2 separate regions of the Mus musculus genome follow, and region 2 is linked to region 1. A link is a contact called in public promoter capture Hi-C data. All regions are on one chromosome and are shown on one strand. The core of a region is the stretch at or near the end of the contact, and the rest is flanking DNA. Distances in the headings are between cores, read along the strand shown. Region 1 holds the start of Nags (N-acetylglutamate synthase). Region 2 holds the start of C1ql1 (complement component 1, q subcomponent-like 1).

Evidence for each region. Capture Hi-C pulls out chosen DNA fragments and counts their contacts.
Region 2: a promoter capture Hi-C map of pancreatic islet shows a contact between it and region 1. The contact joins the promoter of C1ql1 here to the promoter of Nags in region 1. A contact is called at or near these places in 1 of 39 promoter capture datasets (embryonic stem cells) and 1 of 9 other capture datasets (pancreatic islet).

What each region holds. Positions count from the first base shown.
Region 1 is chr11:102,143,279-102,146,769 of GRCm38.p6, forward strand. Nags (N-acetylglutamate synthase) reads left to right here and starts at 2,235. Exons shown (of 7, transcript NM_145829.2): 1 at 2,235-2,713; 2 at 3,212-3,486. The coding sequence starts at 2,309. Gm11586 (a long non-coding RNA gene) reads right to left here and starts at 3,029. Exons shown (of 3, transcript XR_880227.3): 1 at 2,936-3,029; 2 at 2,272-2,803; 3 at 1-74.
Region 2 is chr11:102,945,318-102,948,739 of GRCm38.p6, forward strand. C1ql1 (complement component 1, q subcomponent-like 1) reads right to left here and starts at 1,399. Exons shown (of 2, transcript NM_011795.3): 1 at 548-1,399. The coding sequence starts at 1,144.

The sequences.
Region 1 (3,491 bases), core at 985-3,484:
ATTTTTTTTTCCTTCATGGCTACGACCCAGAATCTCTCACATATACCACAGGACTGCACCCCCAGTCCAGCATCCTGGAAATAATACAGAATTCTCAGGTGGCCACTGTGCCTCTTTTAGGTGGTACCCTGGGGGGCCTGGCCTGAGGGGTCGGGGGGGGGGGATCCACACTAAGAGGTAGGTGTGGTGACACATGCCTGTACTCCCTGAACTCAAGATGCTGAGGTGAGTTCCAAGACAGCCTGGTCTATAAAGCAAGGCACCTTTTCAAAACAGGCAGAAGATCAGCGAGACAACAAAACCATTAGGGAAGATATGATACAATGGCTGGTGTCTGAGCTGTGTGACCTTGGCTGAGTCACCTTCCCGTTACAATGACAGAATCCCATTTCCTCCTCTATAACAACAGGGGCCTGGACTGGATAGAGGGTATCCAGGGCAGGACAGGATTAACAGGGAGCAGATGGGGGGAGGTTCACAGGCACACGCCGCCCTGAGCATCCCTGCTGATGAACCAAGGATCCTCTGCTCCTATCTAGTTCTGGGTCTCAAGATCCTGGGCTGCAAATGGGGTGATTGGTACAACACCTCCCCTGGGGTCACCTTGAGGATGACGGAAAGGGGTTTCACAGAGCCCAGCATTCTATCTGGGACATGTCACCTAGTATCCTCCATCTGGAATGTAATAGGTTTGTTTTTGTTCTCTTCTTATTCTTAAGCATTTTTTTTTTCTGTCTCTGGCAAGTAACAGAAGCCTTCAATCACAAGCCTCATAGGCATAGATTTTAGCTTTAAACAGCCTAAAGCATTAACAGGAACAGAGGAGCATTTGAGGCTGTGACAGTGCTTCCTCAGGGTGGCTCCAGTGTTCTGCAGGTGACAAACCCTGACTGACCTGATCATGAACTCAGACAAGATTTTCTTTTCTTCTTCTTCTTCTTTTTAAAAGATTTATTTATTTATTTTATGTATATAAACATCTACATACTGTAGCTGTACAGATGGTTGTGAGCCTTCATGTAGTTGTTGGGAATTGAATTTAGATGGCTCCGGTCAACTCTGCTTGCTCAGTCCCTGACTCACTCTGGCCCAAAGATTTATTTATTATTATAAATAAGTACACTGCAGCTGTATTTAGACACACCAGAATGATGGCATCAGATCTCACTATGGGTGGTTGTGAGCTACCATGTGGTTGCTGGGATTTGAACTCAGGACCTTCGGGAGAGCAGTCAGTACTCTTACCCGCTGAGCCATCTCACCAGCCCAAATGAGATTTTCTTAAGACAGGGTTTAGGCCAGGCAGTGGTGGCGCATGCCTTCAATCTCAGCACTTGGAGGCAAAGGCAGGCAGATCTCTGAGTTCAAGGCCAGCCCAGTCTACAGAGTGAGTTCTAAGACAGCCAGGGCTACACAGAGAAACCCTGTTCCTTAAAAGAAAAAGAGCAGGGTTCCTTAGCTTAGGCTGGCCTTGAATTGCTTATAAAGTCAAGGATGACCTTGAGCCTGATCCTTCTGATTCCTCCATGTGGAGGACATTCCCAAATGTGGCCATCACCGCCCCCCCCCCCGTTCATTTTGTTTTGTTTTGTGTTTTTGTCTATTTTTTTAGGTTTATTGTTGTTGTTGTTGTGTTTCTTGTTTTTTGAAGTGGGATCATCTCTCTATAATATGTAGCCCCTTGGCTGTCCTGGAACTCTCAAAGTAGACCAGACTGACCTTGAACTCGTGGATACAGGCCTGCCTCTGCCTCAGGAGTTCTGGGTTTTATCTTTTGAGACAAGGCTCCCCCGCTATGTAGCCTATGTTCTCCTCCTGCCCGGACCTCCAAGGAACTGAGAGTACAAATATGTCACACCAAGTCCTGCTTGACAACAGGACTTTGTATCCATATGCTGCAGTGAGGACCACACCCCCTGTGTTCAACTTTCCCAGACTCCTTCCAACTCAAATCACTTGCATGACCCTGCAAATTCGCACGCACACCTAGGACATCTGAGCGCTTTCTAAATCCAGCATTTTGGTAGCAGATCAAAGAGCTCCACCACTCTAAATCTGACCTTCGTGACCCTCACTAACGGTTCCGTACCCCCATACACAAGGGGCGGAGAAGTCTAGAGGCGCCACCCTCTGGTCTGTGACTTGCCACACCTCAAACGCACCCAGAAGCCACTCCGGGCCTCCTATCCCATCCCGCCCCGAGTCTGATCCAGCCCAGATCAGCGGCAAGTTAAGAACCCCTAGTGCTGTGCGCTCCAGAGCGACCGTCACCTGTGGGTGGGGGGGACGAGTGGGTTTGGTTGTCGTCATGGCGACGGCGTGGGTGGCCACAGCCCTGCGGTCTGCTGCAGCGGCCAGAAGGTTGCGCAGCCCGGGAGGTCCTGGGGGCTCACGGAGACTGAGTGGCAGCGCGCGGCGGCGCGGGGCAAAGAGCGCCAGCCCGGGACGCCGGCTCAGCACCGCCAGGGCTCACGCAGAGGACGCCGAGGGCGCTAAGGGTCGTGTCCAGTCTCCTGCGGTCGAGGAGCCGTCGTGGACACCGCTTCCAACGCCCCTCGAATCCCCTGCGCCTCCCGCCGGCAGATCACTGGTGCAGCGGGACATCCAGGCCTTCCTGAACCAGTGTGGTGCCAGCCCGGGGGAAGCACGCCACTGGCTCACGCAATTCCAGACCTGCTACCATTCGGTGGACAAGCCCTTCGCCGTCATGGAGGTAAGCCGATCCCGGTGTCGTCGTGTCACTGTCATGAGATGGTGACTGTTCAATAGTACGTCGTAGGTCTCAGCATGCCTAACTGTGAATCTGGAGAGCAGAGGCGTTGAGTTAGTGCTGGGGATGGAGAAAGCCATAAGGCTACGAAAACCGCCCTTGGCGCTAAGGAGAAGGCTGGGAAGCCCGGGCCTCCAGAAGTGATGTCTGACAAAGGCCTCTCACCGTGGAAGCAGTTAGGGGTTCAGTCGGCTGAGCTGTCGCACTACCCCTCCCCCCAAGGTGTCCCAGAGTCCAAGGCCGCTGGGAGGAGCTGAGGGAGGAACATTAGTGCTAGATAAGGGGGTGGCTAAGACCCAACGGGCAAAGGGCGGAGCAGTCGGCCAAAAGTGGGGCCCAATGGCTCCTAAGTAGAATGTGGTCACTGAGGGTCCTAAAGCCCGATTAGGAACAGGCGGCTTAGAGTCAGTGTCGCGTCCCTGAACGTCCACTTCTGTACAGGTCGATGAGGAGGTGATCCGGTGCCCGCAGGCGGTATCCCGCCTGGCTTTCGCCCTGGCCTTCTTGCAACGCATGGACATGAAGCCACTGGTGGTTCTGGGGCTGCCTACCCCCACGGCACCTTCTGGCTGTCTTTCCTTCTGGGAAGCTAAGGCGCAGCTTGCTCAGAGCTGCAAGGTGCTGGTGGATGAACTAAGGCACAACGCGGCTACTGCTGTGCCCTTTTTTGGCGGCGGATCAGTACTGAGCGCTGCGGAGCCAGCTCCCCATGCCAGGTTAG
Region 2 (3,422 bases), core at 149-2,648, 800 kb after region 1:
TGTACTGCAGTTAAGGCTATTGGGCAACGAACTCCCTCTGCCTTTGTGCGCAAAACATTTCCTGCAGCCCTCCTCCTTCTTCTCCTGAGCGCACAGCCACTCGTCTTAGCGCCCTCCGGCGCGGAGACTGCTTCTCCTTATCCTTGCCCTAGAGCATCCTTGCTGTTCCCTTAAAGCCAGTCGGCGTCAGCTTGAATCTTAGCTCTCAAGAGAAATCAGCCTGAATCAGTCTCCCACGGGCCAAACCCCTACGGACCAGTTCGTGCGCCCTAGAGCCCTGTGATCTGACTAGTTGGATTTATCTTTACGCATTTCCACTCCGCGGGTGCCCTGTAGCCTCTCCCTTAAGAGCTCAAGCCCAAGGGTTGAAGACTCAGGGGTGCCCGCTAATTACAACCATTCTTCACATGATAGTTAAGGGGGCCGCTTTAGGGTCTCCACCTACGCCTGCCCGGTGTGCCTGTCGACTCTGATCCAATACGCATTCTCCTGGGGGCTCCCTGGGAGCCCTGCCCCCAGGTCAGCCCCACGCCCCCTCATGGCCCACCTGGCCGTTCTTGCAGAGGTCTGCCCACATACTGGTGCCGTCGCCGCCGCGCATGAGGACGTGGTAGGTGAAAAAGTAGGTGCCAGGAATGTTGCATGTAAACTTGCCGCTGGCCGCATCGTAGTTGTTGCCTAGGTTGGTGACCACGTCGTCAAACTTGAGCACCTCGTAACCCTCATGAGGGTTCTTGAGGCCGGCGTAGAAGGCCACGCGTGGCACCGTGGTATAGGTGGCCGTGCTGATGGCGCCGCTGCCTCCCGAACCCGGCAGGCCAGGAGGACCAGGCTTGCCTGGTTCACCCTTCTCCCCAGGCGGCCCCACAGGACCTGGAGGGCCCCGGTCTCCTGGAGGCCCCGGAGGGCCCGGCTTGCCCGTGCGGCCCGGCTTCCCCTGGGGGCCCTGCACCAGCGTGGAGGGCGGAGGCGCACCGCTCTGCTCGCTCAGAGCGTCGCCGCCGTCGGACCGCGCGCCGGCGCCGGGGCCCCGCGCGGGATAGGGGTCGCACACCATGCGGCAGGTGCCCAGCATCTCATAGTGGCCGTCCGGGCCGCCGGAGCTCACCAGCACCGGGATGAGCACCACCAGCACGAGCAGCATCACCACGCCCGCGGCGGCAGCCAGCAGGGTCTTCCGGCCGGCGCGGAGCCTTGGGAGAGCCGGGCCACCCGGCCGCGCCGTCGGGGCAATGATGCCGGCGGGTAAGGGGCGCGGGCGCGACGCCCGCGCTCAAGGGCGGTCCGGCGGGGCTGCGGGCATGGGGCCGGGGCCCGGGCGCCGCGCTGCGCTGCTTGCGCTGCGGAGCCCAGCAGCCGGCTCCGGCCTCGTGCTTCCCTCCCGCTGCGCTGCCCGACTGAACGCGGCCTCCCGCCTAGCGCCTAGCTCCTCCCGCCTTCCCTGGCTGGGGCCACTGCCTCCTCCGTTGGGCCCCGCCCACCCGCTCCGCGGGGCTCGGAGAGGGCGAGGGGTGGGGCTGCGGGCGGGGCAGGCGCCTAATTGGGCCGCGGAAGCCTCAAGGTGGGAGGGGCAGGGAGGGGCGGGGCTATGAGAGTGGTGGGCATCACGGAGGGAGCTGGAGATTGAGGCTCAGAATGGGGAAGGGGCTAGAGTCAGGAATGAGTAGGACCAAAGGGCAAGCGGAAGGAGGAGCCACAAGGAGAGGCAGAGAGCTCAGCGTGGCATTGAGATAGATGTTCCGTGGGTCAGTTCCGAGGAAAATCGTGACAGAGGGGCAAAGGACCACCACCTGCAGGAGGTCGAAGGATGCAACATTGCCCCCTGTCTGCAGGGGACAAAGAGATGTTGCAGGGGGTGGAGGGTTACAGAGTGAGGAACAAGAGAGTAGAACAAGAAAGAGGATGAGGGCTAAAGCCTGGAAGGAATACTGGGGAGGGGCGTTCCATAGGCACCCAGGCCTAGCATCCAGATAACCCGTCTGGATCCTTTGCTTTTAGGGTGCCCAGAGGGAATCTCTGAATTCTAATAGCAGCCTGACTTTTTATCTGATTCTAACTACTTCAGGGGCATTCTCTCCCAGGTGGCAGCGTCTTCAGCCCCTTCTTTTCCACTGCCCCAGGGGATATCTTCTAGGCTGCCTCTACCTGTGGCCTCTTCCATGAGGCCTTTTCTGATCTGAGCTACTAGCTAGACAAGTGGGAAATACGGACCCTGAGAAAATGAAGTACCCCTCCCATGTCATCTCTTAGTGTTAACCAGTCCTAGGTGGTTCTGCGTTTTCTAGCACTCCCCAGAAAGAGGGGGGTTGATCTCTCCTAGCCCCTTAGGGGACCCCCCTAACTCTTACCCCATCACGTTCTTCTAGTGCAGGAAAATGTTTAGGTTGCATAAACTGAAATGTGTCTGCTTCCATCAACATATTTGTCATATTCTGTGAGTCCCAGCTCAAGCTGTGTTCCTCCTTCACCCTCCTTTATCCGAGGAGGAGGGCTGTGTCTTTCTGAGGCCTCTGGCCACGATAAACAACAACACTCCAGACTCATTCTTTTTGCCTGCAAGACTCCTCCCAGTTCACACTCCCACCGCCGACCTCCCACTGTCCATTTGATTCCCTGATTATCCCTACCTAAAACTGAGATGCCAGAATAACCAATGGTAGAAGTGGGGGTGGGCGGGACGCTGCCAGAGAGGACTTTCCAAATACTAACCCGGGTCAGCATGACATCCATCACCAAGGAGGAGGGAGCTAAGACAAACTGCGTTGGATGCTTTGTATGTATGGTCACATTTGATCTTTACATCAATCTAGATATAAAGCCCACCATTATCCTCGTTTTACAGATGGAGAACAGAGGCTCTGCGAACTTAAAAGAGATTTGCCCCCAAGTCACGAAAGTAAGATGTGGTGGAGATGGGATTCAAGCCTGCAGCCTTGCCCCTCGCTGTTTCAATCTCAACGCGACAGGGTCTCTGGGGCCTATTTATTGTCGAAAGTGCAAGGTGATGCGAGCATGCCTTAGGACCCCTACACTCCTCCAGGCAGACTCAGGCCGGGTAGCCCTCAGCTTTCAGCTGTCAGCGGCCTCCTGGTCCCTCGGGACAGTTTCTTAAACATGATTCCCTTTAGAAGGACAGGGCTAGTGAGTGACCGGAGGGGCACTTGCACGGTCATGGGTATGATCTATCCAGACCCCCAGCCTTCTAGACAAGCCCTCGAGCCCCTAGTCCCCTAGGCTGCTGGCGTTCGTTAGCTGCCCGAAGCTGTGGCTTGGCGGGCGGGGGAACAATCCACCAGTCTGCGGCGGCAGAGGAGGGGACGGAAGGCAGCCACCTCACCCCCGTGCTCGCCGGGGCGTCCGAGAGGCGCGCTCGTCGCCGCACCGCGATCCGCCCCCCGCTCTGAAAGCGCGCCCGCTCCCCT